Regions from separate parts of the Rattus norvegicus genome. Here region 2 is linked to region 1. Evidence: chromatin contacts called from public Hi-C data. All regions are on one chromosome and are shown on one strand. The core of a region is the stretch at or near the end of the contact, and the rest is flanking DNA. Distances in the headings are between cores, read along the strand shown. Region 1 overlaps Arhgap26 (Rho GTPase activating protein 26). Region 2 overlaps Arhgap26 (Rho GTPase activating protein 26).

Region 1 (4,083 bases), core at 500-2,999:
GAGAGAAACCAGAGATCCTTATTACATGCCAAACACTGTGCTAAGGATTTTGTCAACTATCACTTCTTTCTCACAATAAACATATGAATTAAATGCCACTTGCTGGGCCTCCTTTATCCGATTTCATTGCTTATTTACTTTTTTTCTATTTGTGTTGCTGGCGATTGAACTTGGGGCTCAGACATGCTAGGTACCTCTACCTCTCAGCCACATCTCCAGGCCTTTGGGACTCTTTCTAAAAGTGAAAGATGCCACGTTGCTATTAAGGGCTAACTCTGATGTTATATCCAGGTGGGTCAGAAACTAAAACCAGACCTATGCTTATGCCATAATGCTACAGTGGCCTTATCTGTGACAAGCGTATGTGCCCTAGAGTCCAAGACTATCAACTTGGAGAGAGGAAGGAAGGGAGTAACCTTCCACGTACTCCCTAAGATGTTTTCCTCAGCAGCTTTGAATCAATAAGTTAGTAAGAGTCTGATTCTAATGAATGAATGGATCATAATCAGCAAAAGCCTACAGCACTCACCTCCTGAGAGGAAAGATTGGAGACCGAGGAGGACCCTGGCAATAGGGACAGTCCAGAGAATAATCACTGCCAGCCCCATCAGACAGCTTCACACAGAGTTATTTTGAAAGATTTTAAAGTCCTAGAAGACCAGATGAATTTCTAGCTTGTTAAACTTCATGGCCCGTGAACATAACTGCTACAGCAACAGGCACAGGTTACCACAGTACACCAGGAAAAAGCTTTGCTGACTAATGGGACGGGCGCAACGCAAAGTAACAGGAACCCTCGTTACCACTACTGAAGGCGAGCTGAGCAAAGCCCTCCTTACGTTGCCTCATCCACCACCCTCTGTGCCACTAAGGTTCTTTGGTCTCATGATGAACAGAGCAGGTGGAATTTACTGCTTCGTTGCTCTCCCTCTTGAGAATTATGTAATAACACATTTTTGGTGTTGAGTTGTTTTTTAAGCCCTACATTGAGAAGCTGGCAGATAAATGTGTGCACTCACCAACACATTTCACTGCACTGATTAGAGGACGGACGGCCGTTGCCTAGGTCGCCCTCCCATCCACTCCTCTAGCCAGCAAAACCCACTCCTACTTAAAACAGGTTCAGATAGCCAACGCTCTCACTTAATTAGAAGGCAAAACGAACAGACAGCTTGCTATCTATCCCTAAGAGCCAGGAAGCAATTCAGAAAGAATGATGCCCATCCCCCACTGGCCACTCCACCCCTGGCCATGCTGTCAGAGCAGCATAACACCCTCTGAGGAAGGAAAACCCATTTCCTGCCTGAAAGGTCAATGGCATAGAGACCAGCACTCCAACCCAACCGGCAGGAAGGCAAAGTCAAGTAGCATTTCAAACAGGCAGCGAGAAGGGGAGGGGCGGGAAGACTGAAACCAGGAAAAACAGTTCATCCGCTCTGTGGCTCTGTGAGATAAAGACTGTAATGGGACAGAGAGGCCTGGTTCTCTGCACAGGCTGGACAGAAGGACGAGTCTGCTGTCCTCACATGCATCATCCCGAAGCAAAGAATCTAGCATCTTGGTTCACCCAGCTAAACTGCCATATTTAAAGAGGCCTGACAAACTGGGCGGGCCAGCTAGTTGTTGCCAGAAAGTAGGTATGAACGATCTGTGAAAAGGGTGAGAGGAAGGAACTTCAAGAGAAAGAATGACTCACTGAAAATACTCTCTGTCTTAAGTAGTAATAGCCATATAAACTGTCGCTTCTACAGAAACCACACACGCAGCTGTCTTCGAATTACCAGTGTCTAAAGGACGAGTACACTTCATAGACCCACGAGCCACCAATGCACGTGCAAAACTGCCACCTAGAGGCCGAACACTCAAACAGCCTGTTACGTAAGATGGATCGATCCTCGTTGGAAAACAATCTCAAGAGTCACACAGTTTCACAAAGACACTCAAAACGACCTATTCACCATACTCATACCAAGCCAGACCGTAAACTACCTTCATTTAAAATTAGAATGGTTTCCTGGGGAGATCATAAACTGAATGTGGACATAAAACTTCCTCTTTTGTGGGAATCAAGTTAGGAAGCACAGCACTGCCTTCAGAATCTCCCCCTAGTGGGCCTTCTTCACAGGAACCCTTCCAGTGCCTCAAGTCACTCTCATATAAATCGACAAGGCTATGGGAAAAGAAGCAAGCTTACCGCAAGGCAGTGTGGAAGGACTTTTAGCAAAGGTAAGGTTTACCAGGAGAAAAATTAAGTCCCATAGTTCGGAGCATACAAAAACATTTACACACGTGGGACACCATCAGAGAGGGACACTGCTATATCCCAGCTTCAAAACAACCCCGGCAGTCACAACCAGCACCATCTTAGTACCAGTCCTGTGGCTAGTGAGAGTCAGTCCTGCCTTCAAACCTAGGGCTCCCTCTATCTCTTATTCAACCTACAATATGCATCCTTCTCTGAAAATACAACTTGGAAAGATGCTTGCTGACTGGAAGGTACTAATTTTTTTTTTAATTCAGATCTTCCATAAATGTCTAGCTTCTGTTATTCTGGCTTCACTTATACTACCATATCTCTACACAAAAGCAAATTATGTGTGTACTTGCTAGAGCTTTAATTTAATTAGCAGCTAACTAATGTTCTCTAGTCTCATTACTAAACTCCCAGAGGAAAAAATAAATAATGCAATTTCAAAACTGTACTCACCATAAAAAATTAATATTGGGCAATCATATACAATAGTGCTATGCTAAAGGCTGCAAGAAATTATGGTCTTTCTGCCTCTAAAAGCAAATCATCTGAGATAAACAGAATTAAACAGAAGTACCCAAAACATTTCAAACTGAACAGCTAGCCAACCAATACAAAGAAAATGTGTTACCTGGCTACTACAGGGAAGTGGCTACTACTGTGGGGAAGGAGGGCGCAGAATTGGCAGAATGTGTGTGAGAGAGAGCTGAGAAAGGTTCAGGAAAACTAGTTCACAACTGCTGATGCAGCATCTGCAGGAGAACTTCAGAATGACCCAAAGAATCAGGTGAGGGTTTTACAGAAGAAAAACCCATAGATTCCTAAAGTGACTGACACCTGTCAGAAAAGCCTAATCGGGGCCTGGGTGCACCCTGTAGTCTGATGAGAGAGAGGAAACAGTGAATTTAAGGGTATAGGTGTCCTTGTGGTCCCCAGTTCCCAACCCCCTGTGTCGTTCACCACCACTACGACCACCACCACCACCAAGTGATCTGTCTTTGCTGCACCTCTGCGTTTGGCAGTGCTGGAAAGAAGTGTTTAGCAGACAGAGTTTCTGTTGGAGTCAGCTAGTCTTCAAAAAAAGCTAAAACATACTAACTGTTTCCTTTCCCTGAGTGTAAACATTACCCCCCCACCCCACCACTCTGGTTCAGTGAATCAAAAGAACCCTTTAGTTTCTATTTCTATTACTTACCATATGGTTTGGTGGCCGCTCATGGAAAACATTAGGGAGAAAATAATCTATGTGTCACTTACATCTGTGAGAAATTTCTTTAAAACAAACCAATCCAAGGGATGCTGGCAAGTGACTACCCCCATGATTCTTCAGCTTAAGTAAATATTTTCCCTACATTTGCTCACTAATTTACATACGATGGTGCATGATGGAGTTAATTATTCAAGTGACTGAACACAGACGCTGGTTAGTATTAATGAGCCACATATGACTACCAGGAAAGGCTGCTTTTCCACGATGCCTCTTTTGAACCCAACAAGTTTACTCACTGAATTCTTGCACACACACATACACACAAAAAAGAGTTGACCCACAAGAAAAAAAAGTTAAATGCAGCCAATTAACCAGTATAAAATAAAAACTTTCAAGAGCTAGGTCTGTACAAAGACTGCCAAAAAAGTAATTCTGGGATTTTTAAGCTACTGAACTGAAGCTAGTGATGAAGAAAGAGGGGGGATGGGAAGGAGGGGGCTTGGATGGAAGGAAGCAGCAAAAAAAGATAAGGCAGCTGATGCAAATGGTCTGCTTCAGGAGGTGGGGTTCAGGGGTGCGTACTGGCCGCCATTTAAAAGGCCTTGGTGGGATGGCCTTCTGC
Region 2 (4,083 bases), core at 753-3,252, 57 kb before region 1:
TGCACAGGGGTCATTCTTGATCTTTCCACAGTGAACCAGGAACATCTCAGTTCTTTTCAAAATTTGTGACCCCTGACTTACAGCCAAGAGTAATGGGACAAAAACAAAGCAACAACAAAGCCCACAGGAGAAAAATGTTCCACTGCTATCACGTATCTGGAGCTAATTTCTTGCCCCATTTCTTTCTCTATTGCCCTAAATCATATTTTCTTTGACTTCTCACTTGGACTTTGATATGGGCCTTCCCTCAGGACTTACTGATTCCATTGTCTCTGTCACTATTCTAACCTGAGGCACATATCACTCTTGTAAGATGTTTCCCTAAGCCACAGTTTTGGTTGAAGAAAAGTCTTCAAGATGTCACAGTATCAGTGTTCAAATCTCCAAGGGTTGTTGTGTGGAAGACAGAGAATACTCACCTCCCCAATGAAATGAAGGTGAAGAGAAGGCAGTGTGCAAGCTGATGGTACAGAGCTCTTCATGTCTGCTATGGCACTGGGGCTAACGTGGTGTCACTCCTAATGGAGTGGGCTTGTCTTCATTTAGAGGCAGTCCTTGGTATTCCTGGGCCTGATGCATATTAATGCATTTGGGAGAGTTAATCGTGATATAGGTCTTGGGCAAATTCCAGAACAGGGGGGAATTAGTTTTGGTGAGGCAGTTAGGTGGTAGATGTGGACTGTGGGCTGAAGAGACTTCACAGTAATGCCTGGCTCTACCTTCGAGCTCTGTGCCCTCGGATGATCATCTGACATTTCTGCTTTCTCATTGTGAAGTAGAGCTAAGTAACAACACTTTATGAGAGCATTGTGAGAATCAAAACTAGCTCTCCTGCAGCCTGAAGGTGCTCTAAATGTTATTTTCCTTTGCCTACATTTTCCACAAGGCTCCTGACTCCCTTAAGAGTCACAGACTACCCTAATGGCTCCCTTCTTTGACCTCTAACCACATGTACAGTCAGTTCTACAGAACTTAACACTTCCAAGTACAGACTTTCATTCTTCATTGTTTCCATTCTCCTTTGAGGAGATCCTTCTACTGTCTGTATGAGAAGTCAAGTAGGAGGAAATGCACCAAATACAGTGCCAAGCATAGACCAGTGTCCAAGAAATTATTTATAATTAGAGGAAAGGGGGGTGGATTAAGACACAAGATGACATTCCTCCCTTGGGGTCCTTCTCTTAGGCTCAGAAGCAAGACTTGAGGAGCTGGGCGAGCAGGTTTTCTATATGTCAAAGCCTTTCCTTTTTAAGTGCAGTTGGCACTTGGGCTTCTCAGAGTGAGACATCACCATTTAAGGTGATATAATTTCCAAAGGAGAGGTGGGACAGTGCCCCCTAGGGCACACAGATAGCAAGTGACTACCAGGGCCTAGGGATAAGCTAGGTCTTTCTTTCCACTTGTTTCTAATTCTCGTGATTTAAGCATGAGGATAAAGTCTGTGGTTATTTACCCTGAATGCTATATGTACACCTCTCCCCACACCACCTAACCCCCGGGCTTTGATTTGTGTGCTGCATAAACACTGTTGCCATAGTTATAATTCAGGAAGCTTTGTTGTTTGACCTCAGGAAAAACTTGATCTCAAATCAGGATAACACCACAGCAGACCATCAGGAGGTAGGCACTGCCAAATTCCTTCAAGCTTCTAGAAGGAACTACTGTATTTCGGGCAACAGCAGAGGAAACAGTGTGCTGCAGTGTTATGCAATTTCCTTGCACTTCATATTCAGAAATCCTAAAAACCCCTGAACAAGCAACTTCCCTAGCTTTCAACGGAAGATCGGCATCTTAGCCAATATAAATAAAAACTGGTTGCAAAGGAAGAAAAAAGAAATCTGTGTTCAAGTCAAGAAAGGATTTCAGTGACAATGTAAAGGCAGCAGAAAAAGCACAAGCTGAGCCCTTCCTTGCCTCCATGTGACCTCCATGTGGCATGGAAAGGAGTGGAATCACCCCAGGACACCCACACATCTGGGACGAAGCCCCGCCCTGGAGACAGGCCCAGTCCCCGGCCACCCAGCCCCATGCATTCTTTTTTTGGCAACTATACTCTGTCCTCCTCCATAAACCAACCTCCTCCAATGAATGCCTGCTCAGAATGTACAGTCAGTGTGGCCAGTAATGGACTCCATTAGATCCCAACAACTTACTATGGGAATTCTAACACACAGGAAAGGCTAGACAGGTGAGAACACACCCACACCCTACACTTGTGGTTGTGCAAATTCTGCTTCATCTGCTTCGACCCACGGTCATCACAGAGCTGTAGATCCCTTGATGAGCACTGAGGTGAGTAATTGGCATTACAACACTCCAGTGTGCATGTTATTTACTAAAGTTTAATAGTCTTCAATCTTTTAAAATAAAATTGACAAGTTAAGAGATACACTTTTCTTAAGTATGCCAATCATAAATTGTGACAATTTTATATATCCATGTAAGCTAAGCCACTATCAAGACAGGAACATTTTCATCATCTCTAACATGAGTTCTCTCAGGACACTACCAAGAAACCACCCCCCACCTCCCAAGTTAACAGTCCTCTCCATCAAACACACACACACACACACACACACACACACACACACACACACACACACACACGAGTGTGTTGTTTTGCTCTGTCATAAAACTGGAACCACACATCATATATTCTTGGGTTATTTTGTTTCACTCTGTAATCTTTCTGTGATTTATCCATGCTATGGTATGAATCAATATTTTTACACCAATTCTGCTGAATATTTTATTATTGAATATATCACCAGTTTTTTTATGTTTGTTTGTTTGTTTATTTGTTTTATGGCGTTGCTGTGCACTAAGTCTGTGTTTAGGTATCATAAATAAGACCACTTCAATTATTTTTCTGCAAGTATTTTTGAGAGCACACATATTCATTTTTCTTGAATATCCAAGAGTAGATCTGGTGGATTCCAGGTTATAATATTGTTTGTTATTATCAAATAGGAAAACTTTCTCCAGTGTGGCTGTATTGCTATCTACCACTTGAGTGTCCATGGCAGTTTTAGCCTTTTCTGTGCACTTCCCTGAGGTTTATAGCAAGCACTTTTCATGTGCTTTTTCAGTATTCTTGCCTTTTTTTCCATGATGTGTCTTCAAATCTTCTGTCCATCTTTGAATTGGGTTGTTCTATTTACTGCAGAGTTTTACAAACTCTCTGTATACTATGGACTTGCATTTATGTAGTGTATATTTTACCAACACTTGCTACCATCCTGTAGGTTAGCCTATGAATTTCTTAATGTCGCCTTTTGATAGACACAAGTTTTTAATTTTAAGGAAGCCAATTTTTGGCAGGCTCCCTGTCTTCTGTGCCCTATGAGAAACATTTGCCAATCTAATAATACTAAGATCTCGCTGTATTTCCTTCTGATGACTTTTTACTTTTGGCCTTTATGCTTAGGATCTATCTTGAATTAATTCCCCCTTAGTTACTGAAGTTTGTAAATACAGCTCAATAGCTCACTTGAAATTCTCTGGCTTAAAAATAAAACTTGAGTTTGAGCATAGTGATGCACACCTTTAATCCTAGCACTTAGAGGGCAGAGGCTGGTAGAGCACTGCAAATTAGATGTCATACATCTATAGAGTGAGTTCCAGGCCAGCCAGAGCTACATAGTGAGGCCCTACCTCAAAAAACTACAAATAAATAATAAAACGTCAGAGATAAGAACTAACCTATTTAGCTTCTCTTTTCCTTTTCTCTCCTGCCTCCCCTTCTATCTCTCCCAGAAAGTTATATAACTCTGGAACACATTCATAGAAGCTTTAGCAACTCCCACAACAGTGCAAGAAGTTACTTACTCCCTACTACCTCAGCTTACAGAACAAAGGGTAAGCTAAGCCACACAAGTGCTCGAGGCTAATTTTCAGGATGCCCTTTTGACTACATGGCTACCTGTAGTTGTGGTCTGGAGGGAGTTGGCATGTTTGGTGGTCTTGATCAGTGAGCCACTAACTGACTCCGAGCCCTGTCTCTGAAGCTTATTTTCTTATTTTACTTATGCATCGAAGGGGACCTTAAAATGGGCCAACTCTGATATTCTAAATCATCGTGTC

Evidence for each region. Hi-C and Micro-C count contacts between places; a contact is called where the count stands out from the background.
Region 2: a Hi-C map of liver shows a contact between it and region 1, with 3 times the contacts expected there. The contact joins two enhancer-like sites. A contact is called at or near these places in 4 of 12 Hi-C or Micro-C datasets (the Rat2 cell line, kidney, liver and 1 more).

What each region holds. Positions count from the first base shown.
Region 1 is chr18:31,236,032-31,240,114 of GRCr8, reverse strand. All of the region lies in intron 10 of Arhgap26 (Rho GTPase activating protein 26), which reads right to left. Among named protein-coding and RNA genes, the nearest start is that of Arhgap26, 150 kb to the right of the region's middle. Within about 2 kb of position 1,749, at least 51 of the 93 cell types and tissues checked have an H3K27ac peak or open chromatin away from gene starts, as enhancers often do. A contact at or near this core is called in liver, where this site is marked.
Region 2 is chr18:31,293,665-31,297,747 of GRCr8, reverse strand. The region is part of intron 11 of Arhgap26 (Rho GTPase activating protein 26); the gene reads right to left. It overlaps LOC134482937 (a long non-coding RNA gene), which reads left to right. Exons shown (of 2, transcript XR_010059688.1): 1 at 1-2,292. Among named protein-coding and RNA genes, the nearest start is that of Arhgap26, 210 kb to the right of the region's middle. Within about 2 kb of position 2,002, at least 21 of the 93 cell types and tissues checked have an H3K27ac peak or open chromatin away from gene starts, as enhancers often do. A contact at or near this core is called in liver, where this site is marked.